3 separate regions of the Gossypium hirsutum genome follow, and regions 2 and 3 are each linked to region 1. Evidence: chromatin contacts called from public Hi-C data. All regions are on one chromosome and are shown on one strand. The core of a region is the stretch at or near the end of the contact, and the rest is flanking DNA. Distances in the headings are between cores, read along the strand shown.

Region 1 (3,638 bases), core at 484-2,983:
TAATTGTTAAGGGACGAAGTGAGCAATTACTACACTAAAAATATTAATATTAAATTATTATTAAAATGTTTTGATTTGTATAAATTTTTTGTTTAACACAAATTCATCTCATTTCTACCTCAATATTGTATAATAATAATAAAACATAAAACAAAACCTATAAAAACATTTGGTTAAGGTGGAGGCACTTGTAATTCAACTTAATTTGTAATAATAAATACTCTAAAAGCATAATAATTAATTCAACATCGTTGCATTTTTTCTCTTTTGTCGGGAGAGTTTATGTTGAAAATTTTAAATATTTGATAAAATTCTTATACTTCATTATAAAATTGAGTAGAATGTTTTTCCCGGGATTCAATTTTTTTAATTATACCTATGATTATTTATTAAAATAATTATGATTGTAGTTATCTTTATTTTAATTAAAAATATTTTTATAAAAGTTAATTTTTTTATTAAATTAAATGACAAATTATAATTATGGTTCTTATACTATATTTAAATTTAGAATTTAACATCTATACTTTAATTTGACATAGTTTGGTTCTTCTATTTTTAGTTACTCAAAATAGTTGATTATTTCATTTATTATACCGAAGTAGATTTTTTGGGTATGTGTTAGAAAGGTGTTTTTAAGAAAATTCATGACAACATTTTAATCGATATTGAGTATTTAGATCAACTAATGTCATTGATAAAGAAATGATCAAGTTATGTCAAAATAAAATATACACTAAATCTTAAACTTTAGTAAAGTAGAGGGATCAATACTCAAATTTTACTATTATCTTATAGGGTAAAAAGAGAGGAACAAGACACGTATGATGACAAAATTGCTTAGGACCTTCTTTCTATATAAATAATTAATGGAATTATAAACATTGAGGTAACGGATTATGTAAAAAAAATTAAAGTATGAAGATTAAATCTTAAATTCGAGCATAATATAAGGACCAAAATTAAAATTTAACCATTTGTGTTTATAATGAAAAAAAAGGAAGAGAAAAAGATATGAAGATTAAATCTTAAAATCGAGCGAAATTGAAAATTGACCATTTTTAAGTAATTAATAAAATAAAAGGGAAAAAAATTGAAATTTACCCATTTGTGTTTATAATGAAAAAGAAAAAGAAAGAGAAAGAAATAACATTGGACATGTGTCAAAGACGGAAAGCCTTAGGACCTTCCAGGTTAAACATCATAAAATCCATTTTTATTGAGAAGAAAAAAGAAGAAGAGAAATATCATGGCTCAATTTGATTGGAAATAGAAGAACCATGTTAACCTAGTAAGATGTATTTCATATTTGTTCCAACTTATTTGCATTTGATGGATGTGGATAGATAGGGACAAAACCATTGCACTAATCATAAATTTTGATTTCTGGAAGATTAATAAAATTGGAAAGGCAAGGGTGCATTGAACCCTAATAGATTTTTATAGTGTAAGCCTAAGATATTTCATATCATACCGTATTTGGGACTAGTCTTATTATAGCATTTAAAAGTAAAAACCTCTAAAAAATCCGTTTCTCAAGGTTGGAACTTATATGCTCGTCCTTGGGAGAATAAAGCAGACCACACTATTTTAGTTGATCAATGTGTGAATTCGGCGAATATATTAACCCGTGGCTCATATTTTTGGAACCCGAATCCGAGCGCATATGGGTGAGAGTGAGACAAAAGGGGGAAGTGACAGCATAGGATAAGGAGTAGAGGGGACCCACTCTGGGGGGCAGGCATTCACACTCACAGTGAAATTCTGGTCTCGTCTCTAAGGTCCTTCACACATCACCACACAAAAAGAAACCGCACCAAACCCAACTAAAAACAACACCATAAAGCCAACAAAACCCTAACCTTTCCCCTTTCCCGCACCTGCATTCCTCTTTCACTCTGCCCAAGGCCGTCCACCTTAGATTTCATCGGTTCCACCCGTGATCCGAATACCCGGTCCTTGTTGATCCGGATGTTCTTCCTTCTGCTTTGATCTCTCTCTCTCTCTCTCTCTCTCTCTCTCTCTTTAAAGGTTTGATGAATTCACAATTGTCTCCTTTCTTATTATCTGTTAGTTTTATGGCACTTGGTTGGTTAGGATAAGAGAGAGATCTGCTGGTGTTCGTTTGAATTTTGTTGATCTTTTTCACTGCTGCCTTTCTGTTTTCAGCTATTGCTAGATTTATTGGCTGAAGGGTAAGTTTTGGTGCTCAGTGTTGTGTCCTTGTGTTATTTTCTTAGATATCGGTTATGGCAATCTGCATTGTTTTGGAGGAGAAATTGTGATTAGGGGCTGTGGAGCCACTTCTGTGTTTGGAATTGACTTTTCGATCTTATCAGGCTTCTGGTTGTGGATCGTGTTGTTTAGTGCTCATAGCTTATTTCTGTATGAATTTTGAGAGTTTTAACTGCGAAATTCGAATCATTAGTGTTTATTCGGTTATACTTTCTGTGTTTGTGAACTGGAGGATGTTAGGTTGTAAATTGTAGTGATTCGGAATTGAATGTTTTTAGGTACATTCTTTAGTTACTAGAAATTGTAGAGGTGAAGTCCGTTGTTAAGTTATCATTGGGTTTTAGAGGATTAGGAAGCATCGATGTCGATTAAGAGCATTATCCAGGACATGAAGGGAGAATTTGGGAGTATATCAAGAAGAGGGTTTGACGTGAAATTTGGGTATGGCATGAGATCGAGGTCACATAGGGTAGTTCAGGATAGCTCAGTTCCAGTTGATGTGTTCAAGCAGAGTTGTTGGGCAAACATGCCGCCTGAGCTTTTGAGGGATGTGTTGATGAGAATAGAGGCATCAGAGAGTACTTGGCCTCCACGAAAGAATGTGGTTGTTTGTGCTGGTGTATGTAGGAATTGGAGAGAGATTATGAAGGAAATTGTGAAAACCCCAGAAATTTCTTGCAAGTTGACATTCCCAATCTCATTGAAACAGGTAATAGATGTTTTCCTATTCCTTTTTATTTGATTGAATTTCTTTCATTTGGTGTTGTATTAGGTCTTAAAGTGATTCTGTTATACCCTGGCCTTGAATCTTTAATCTTCTTTTTGACAAAGACATTTCATTAGTCAACTGAAATAGCATTCAAGTCAAGATAAGGCATCAGCAACGGTGGACCATTCTCGACTCATACAAATTCACCGCATAAGGATAAAGCATGTGTGGCTAAAGAATGTGCTACATTGTTCCAATCCTTCTCAAGAAATGACCAGGATATTGAATTAAGGTTACAGGTCAAAGAGATAGTTCTAAGTCCCCTATTGTAGATAATCTAGCACCTCCCCCTTAAGGTCCATTTAAACTTGTAATCAGTTTCGACGATTACATCATAAATGGTTATATCTTGAGGAAAAACTATCCATCCGCTTTAGAATGAACTTCCAACACAAATACATTAAAAGTAGGATTTGTTTTCCTAGCCGTAGCACCTATGATATGACCATATGCATATCAGAATATAGCTCCCAAACCTGCTACCAAAGTGTTCTTTCCTGTGCAGCATCTAAATTTACTTAAAAAGCAGCAGTAGGTGATGACTTCACTTTGTGGGATGCACATTCTTGTTCTTCTTGTTTCTTTACTGGTGGGATACATTTACAAAATTTGTGGCATCCCTTGGTCCGGTTGT
Region 2 (3,638 bases), core at 456-2,955, 240 kb after region 1:
CAACCTAAATGGTATCACAAACAAATAAAGATGAGTGATTGAACTGTCACAAAAGGGTTAAAGGTGAGTACGAGAAAAGACTTACCTGAGTTTAAAACCAAAGACTAAGACCTAAGTAAATACTTTTACATCATCCTATTCTATCAATAGTGATCCTCAATTCATGTTAAAAAAGACTAGCTGAAGCAGGCAACTAACTTATTAGAATCATAGAATTCCCATGCCTGTGAAACAAAGACAGAAAACCTGAAGTTCACTTGTTAAGTCGACACTCATCCAAAGAAAACACAATTTGATGGTATACTGTCCCCTTTGTTTAATTCACTTACCCACAGACTAAACAAAATCTTTTGAATAAATATAAGAAATAAATATCTATCACCTAGCCCACACATCAGACAGTTTGGTATGAATTAATTAGATCATAAGAAAGGGACCAAGCAAATTACTAAGCTTAGGGAAAATGTTGCATAAATGGCAAACTTAGGTGGCAGCTCATTTAAATCCAGAATAGAAAATGTCAAGCATGACATCTAAACAGCAGTACTCGATTTCTATTTGGAGCAAACAACACACTAAGAAATTGTGTCCATCAGAACCCTTATGATTTATAAGAAACAAATCTATATGAAAGAATAATCTGGGAAAAATGTAATGGAATTACTAATTATAACAATAAAGAATAATCTGTAAAAAGAAAGTAATGAAATAACTAATTATAACAACTACCATACAATAGATATATAGATTATAACAGAGAAAGGTTGCTTCGATTATACATTACTATAGCATAGTAAGTTCCATTTCCTAATGGATTTCGTTCTTAAATTCTCTTCATATTAGGTTAAGACTGACTGAGATCCAACTGTCACCACGAATAGGCAAAACTGACATCATCGATAAATATTGCAAACAAAACGAAAAAAGCAAAACTAAAGCCCCAGTTATCAAAGAAATTACAGAGAAATTTACCCAGGCAGGGTTACGAGGATGATTGTAGCGGCACCTATTACCATATCCACAGAACCCGGTTCGCATGTAGTAAACACAGTCAGGTACCCCGGGCCGTTCCGGGTAGGATTCAGTGCCCCCCAACGACAATGGCCACATTGACTCTGCATTACACCGAAGAAACAATAATAAAAACCCCGATTCACTCTCCACATTGTAAAAACCCTAAAACCCCAAATAATAATAATAAGAAGAAGAAGATCTAAACCAAGGAAACATCGTTACAATGCGATTAGAAAAGCGAGAAAAAATATATGTTGAAACGAACGGAATTTACCTTCCAGGCCAGTCTCAGGACCAGCGGGGCTCCATTCGGACTGGTAACCCGATTGAGACCCATTCCGTGGCTGGATGCGACTGTACAACTCCATCATACGGATTCGGGCGGCCTGTACAGTAACACCTTAACTAATGCCTACTTTACAATAGAGAGAAGAAGAAGAATGGGGAGGTTCTGCAGAGAATACAGGAATGTTTCAAATTGATCGGAGAGAGTGCAAAATTGTTAAGAAGGGCAATGATGATGATGATGAAGAAGAAGAAGAAGAGAGAGATTCTTTTACTGTAATTGAGCTTTTTGTTCACTTCCTCTTTCCTTTTTCTATTACAGTACGGTCTGGGATCAGGTGCTTTTTCTTGGCATTGTTTGAATTTTCTCCTTCTCTTTAATCATTTTATATATTTTTTGTTTGGTCAAATTCTGTAATACATCCTTGTAGTATATGTTTTTGGCAGCTTTATATGTTTTTCATTAATATTCTTAAAAAATAACCCTTTTTCATTAATTTTGTGAAATAACATTTAAAGGTTAAAATATGTTTTATGTCCCTAAGTTCTTCATGTATTTGAAATTTTGTCACTATTTTTATTTTTGAAAACTTAATCCTACTTTTCCAATTTGAAAAAAAAAATTGGTTAATTATAAGAGAAGTATAAAGCCCTTAACAGCAATACGACTAATACGACTTGAACCCAAGCCACGCTTAAGTCAGTTAACACCCTAGTTAATTTTTCATTGATAAAAACAAAATGTTGCAATAAACTTAAACTTAATAAATAACATCAATAGTATTAACAATTAGACTTAAATTTTTAAATTCAAAAAGCACAAAAAAAAATTTCTTGGAAAAAAAATAAGAAGATTAAATTCCAAATGTATAAACTACAACAAAGTTAAAGTATTTTTAATATTTTTAAAACTATGCGATGAGGTGACTTATACACATTTACATTTTTTATTTATAACTTGACAAATTCTTTGCATATTTGAAAAATAAAAATAAAAAAGCCTAATTTATATTTAATAGTAAGAAAATTTCAAAGTATACATCCCATATTACTATAGTGACGTCAAATTATATGCTGAAAAATACATTTAGAAAAGTAAAGAGATTAAAAATATCAAAGTAAATAGACTAATTCGACAAAAAGTACATAGTATAGGGACTTTCTATGGAATTTGACTTCTTCTTTTTTTTTTTTTTCTCTCGCTAACTTTTCTTAGTTTTTTATTGGTTTCGTACCGCTAAATGAAGTGTAGCTGGAAATTTGGGTATGAAACCCGGGTTTTGGACAGGAACAGGTAACCGACACTGGTTCGAACTCAAATGACGGTTATAACCCTCTTATTGAGTTCGGGCATCGTTGTACCTTTTTTGAACTGTTTTTATGTTATGGTTGGAGTTTTGCCTGTTTCTTGTTTTTCACTTACGCAGGGGGAGTAGTGTGGTAAAGGCTGATTGACTATGGAGGATAAATTTGTCATTCGATGAATAAGTATACAAACTTTACAATAAATTTGGGAAGCTCTGATGGGGCAAGTCACGAATGGCGATCTGGGAGAATGCTCATTAAAGAGGTTAATTCTGAGTTAGGGATGGTATATTGCATAATTCATTTCAATTTTAATTTTATTTACTGTTCTGAAAATATTCATTTCATTTGAAGAAAATATAAATTTTATTTATTTCATTTGAACAATAATTAAAAATTCTATCATGCATATATACATGTAAAATTTAATTATTTAAGATACCGTATATTATTATAATTTTTTATATATAATTATACAAGTTTTGAACATAATTGTTGTATTTGCATTATTTTAATTTTTCATTTAGAAATATCAAATTTAATTGACACAATTCAAAGAATTATAATTTTATATTCATGGTGACATTATTTTTTTATGACATGCGCGTATGCATATTCAATATATATATATTTGATTATGAGATACTCAAAACTTAATGTCTGGGTGGATGAGAGAAAATAAAAATATATACTCTATACTCTACGCTCTGCATTCAGTACAAATAAATAAAGAAAGAAAATAGTTTTCTTAAGTGGTTTTGTTTTTAATAAATAGTTGTTCTAAAAGAAAATAACTAAATGCCCTAAATATATTTTTATTATAATTGTTTTTGGTCTTTTTGGCCAGTGACTGATATCAGTGAAGCATGACTTTGAGGACAAGTCTTTTAATGACTTCTAAATTTTAGTTTTTTTAAGAAGTTTTACCTTAAAGTTAGGTGCAAATATAATAAATATTAAGTTTAAAATTTTGGGATGTTGGCATCATTTGTTCAAGTTTCACTACTTTTAGATTTATATAAAATATAAAAAAA
Region 3 (3,638 bases), core at 463-2,962, 130 kb before region 1:
ACCCATACCCAAATATATGCCAGACATGGGTACTTCAAGGAAAAAAATGAAGAGTCAAGAGCAACATAGCTTTTAAGACTAGGCCTAAAACTCAACGCATGCCCTAACATGCGAAGATGATTAGGATTTGAAGAATAGAGCTCCCCGTGCTATACATGATAATACAATCATTACATGGCAAAATGATTTCAAAGAGGGAACAACCTGGAGACATTTCTGGTGCAACTGATGACACAAAAACCATGACATATGGGACTAACCTGCCATCTACTGCCTCAGTAATATTCTTGGCATCTAAACACTTTGGTCCATCTCTAATCCAACTCATTTGCCCAGATGGCCCCGCAACCTGTCTCATAACCACTTCTTATCATAAAATATTCAAAAGCAAAACTTCAAAATGTGTGGCAAAAACTAGTAAGACACATGTAGCGTTAGGACAATACACGATTCGGAAGTCTTGTTCCCCAAGAGAACCATCATAAGTCCACACAACGCCAGCTACAAATTTCAGAACTAAATCACTGCTATCCTTGTCAAAGTTATTCTGCCTTTTGAAATGTTTTATTTAACTTTGGAAAGATTGCCGCATGCAGACCCATTAATTGAAGTTCTTACTACTACTTTAATGAAACCAAAATTACCTGTTTGAATTGCACTCACACTCGAATAGAATATAGACCTAAGATGAGTACAAATGTGGAATGAGCAATGATTAATAGAAGACATGAAGCACTAAGTAACATCTGATAAGGCAAGAAATAGAGGTAACCTTGGTAGCAATGACAACACGGTCACGGGATATTTTCCTCTTTCTAACCCACTGGCCAAAGTATTCTTCACTTTTCCCTTGAGTCTCAGCACGCTGAGGAACTGGGTACCTATACTTTACAAGATAGAAAATGAACGTAAATAACCAAAAGAATGCCGAAAACCCAGAATGGGTTTGAGATGAAGCATGGGGGACACCGTACATTTCGGCGGAGTCGAAGAAGTTGATTCCGGCGTCAAAAGCTTGGTCTAGAAGACGTAATGACTGAGGAAGAGAGTTTTGCTCCCCAAAAGTCATTGTTCCTGAGGATAAAAAACCAAAAGAGAAATGGAGAGAGGATTAAAGTTCCGAATTGGTGGATATATGGTGGTATGCAGAAGACAGAATAGGGATTGACAAACCTAAACAGAGTCTTGAAACTGTCAAATTAGGAGCAAGGTTGAAGAGAGGAACGGACATTGCTCCTAATGTCAAGAAAACCCCCGGTGAAAATGGCGGGAAGGATGTTCCGTTGAACGATATATATTAGAGAATAAAGGAGGCTTTCCAGGCTCTGCAACGAACTCCCATTGTGGGTCGTACTGTGAATTTAAATACAGCTGACAATACGTTAAAAAAGGTAAAATTAAAAACCCACTTGGAGATGCAGGGCAATTGAACCGTGCACCTCTGGCATTTAATCCCCCATCTCATATTGCCAGAGGCAGCAGCAACATCGACTTGTAGTTTTAATTATGGAAGAAGCAACAATTCACGTTAAGCACCAATTTCATTTCTTATACATCTACCAAAATCTTGATTTTCAAGGAATTTTTTGACATCGAAGTCAACTAAATTTGATGGTGAGAGCAGTAGGTCTTCTTCAGTTTTGTGGAATTTCATTTTTACATATATTTAATGTCTCTTTTTATTATGCTTAATGGGTTGATGATGATGGTGATGATGATGATGATGATGAAGATGAACAACCTCGTTTATCCGGGCATTTGAGAGGATGTGTTTCCATTAGTGAAATTGGCGAAACAAATGTGTTCCAAAAATATTCGAGTTTCAAACATCATTAACCTAACCCGCCATCATCAATTGTTACTTGTCATGTCAAGCTGCCAAGACCCCAAAATCCTAATCGCTTTCCGATTTGGAATTTACATAGTGGTTGATTTTAGATCAGAGCACTGTATCGTCTCGGTTCTTTTTATAGTCCCATGTCAACGAAAATGGATCTTTCTTTTTGTTCTTTCTAGTTATTACATATAAACAAATTTCATCATTCAATTCATTGAATGTATTGTAGAGCAAACTTTTGTTTTTCTTCAGGATGACCCAACAAAAGGGAAGAACATATATATATGGATGTAAGCAATTCTCACGGTTCGATTAACCTCCAGCAAAAGAAGCTGAAAACCTGGCTGAATCCATCGGCCATAGCTGGACTTTGCTTGCTGTAGCACATCGGAAATTTTGTAGACCTTGCATTGTATGTGCATGCATGAAAACCTAACTATTATAGTCACATGAGCGGAACTCCGAGTTTTTCATTAACAATGACAATAACCTAACAGAGGGGGAAAAACATCCTGATATTACATTCCTAACAGAAACTTACATTTGAATTCTATGATATCCCAATCTAGTTCAGCTACATAAATCCTTAAGTTATGATCGTCTTCCACAATCCACTTGCAATTCACACTCTAAAATCTTTCGTCGAAGGACCAATCTCCAAGTCATGCATGGGAACTAGAAAATGCATTTCATACCTCACCTACGTGAAGTGGCTAATAATCTGTACCTCTTGCAGATGATCCAGTCCTTCAATTGCCTCAGTTTTCCTGTCTTGAGACTCGTAATGACCTCAACTTAGAAGCGGACTTAAGTGAATGAATCAGAGGAGCATTATCATCTTCCTCATCTCCCTCAACCTGAGCATCTTCCTGGTCTAATGTGTTAATTGAATCCTCTTCATCACTTGAACCATGCTCATTAAAAAGTCTCCTCCCCTCAATATTTTGCCGCTTCCTAGGACGACCCCTTTGTCTTGTAGTTGTCCATTCCTTCTCATCTGCAACACAACAGCGTGATTAGCTCAAATTCCAGAGAACAGAATCATTTCTGAACACAATTTATATGAGAAATATATATATATAAAGACACAAGAATAAAACCTAAATGCTTGGGAACATGTATTTTGTTAAGGGGTTTTATCCCGCATTTCTTAATTATTGCACCCTTCACCTATTGCCAATTTATACTTCGCATAAAAATGATCCAGGGAATGATTGAAATGAAGCTCACTAGTACCTTGGATCCCTTCATTCTTTGCACACTTTTCCAGCAAACTCTCGTAAAATGTATTATAAGGGCGCCACCCACTTGGATCCTCTTCTGCATTTACATTCTCTGTCCTCTTCTGGACATCTTTCAGACTATAAAATAATAAGTGACGCACTATGGTCAGTCCCTGTTCAAAGAATGAAATAAAATGTTTTACATTGAATTCAGAGAAATTCTTACATGTCTCGTATGTCAGGTGCAGGAAGTCTTGACGCAAAATGTAGCACAGAAGCTTCCAGAAAAGACAGGTGTCTTGGAGTGTCTTCAAAAGCATACTCAATGCCTTCCTTAACAATCTTTAAAATCTCAGGTCTGTGTTTGTTCCGAGCAGCACCAACAAATATTCCAGCAAGCCGAGCAGCCAAGTTCTTACACTCCTGAAAAGACTCACTTTTTATGAATTCATCATCACTTCTTGAAAGTTCCAGATGTCGATGATAGGCCTGGTGAAAAGAAAAAAAAAGGTGAACTAAAAGGGATACACAAACAGAGACAGAAATATAACAATGTTTCCACCACATTTCAGTTTGGG

What was found. Hi-C and Micro-C count contacts between places; a contact is called where the count stands out from the background.
Region 2: a Hi-C map of leaf shows a contact between it and region 1, with 1.9 times the contacts expected there. The contact joins the promoter of LOC107924824 here to the promoter of LOC107923992 in region 1. A contact is called at or near these places in 4 of 34 Hi-C or Micro-C datasets (anther, callus and leaf).
Region 3: a Hi-C map of leaf shows a contact between it and region 1, with 2.2 times the contacts expected there. The contact joins the promoter of LOC107923928 here to the promoter of LOC107923992 in region 1. A contact is called at or near these places in 2 of 34 Hi-C or Micro-C datasets (both in leaf).

Annotation. Positions count from the first base shown.
Region 1 is chrA11:13,178,259-13,181,896 of Gossypium_hirsutum_v2.1, reverse strand. LOC107923992 (tubby-like F-box protein 3) reads left to right here and starts at 1,733. Exons shown (of 6, transcript XM_016854235.2): 1 at 1,733-2,031; 2 at 2,170-2,944. The coding sequence starts at 2,597.
Region 2 is chrA11:12,933,764-12,937,401 of Gossypium_hirsutum_v2.1, reverse strand. It overlaps LOC107924824 (zinc finger CCCH domain-containing protein 32), which reads right to left and starts at 1,705. Exons shown (of 7, transcript XM_016855432.2): 1 at 1,289-1,705; 2 at 973-1,115; 3 at 1-4. The coding sequence starts at 1,385.
Region 3 is chrA11:13,309,426-13,313,063 of Gossypium_hirsutum_v2.1, reverse strand. It overlaps LOC107923928 (protein tas), which reads right to left and starts at 1,712. Exons shown (of 11, transcript XM_041081101.1): 1 at 1,174-1,712; 2 at 975-1,074; 3 at 773-881; 4 at 261-349. The coding sequence starts at 1,231. It overlaps LOC107923927 (sister-chromatid cohesion protein 3), which reads right to left. Exons shown (of 21, transcript XM_016854126.2): 19 at 3,287-3,549; 20 at 3,074-3,198; 21 at 2,288-2,834. The coding sequence ends at 2,596.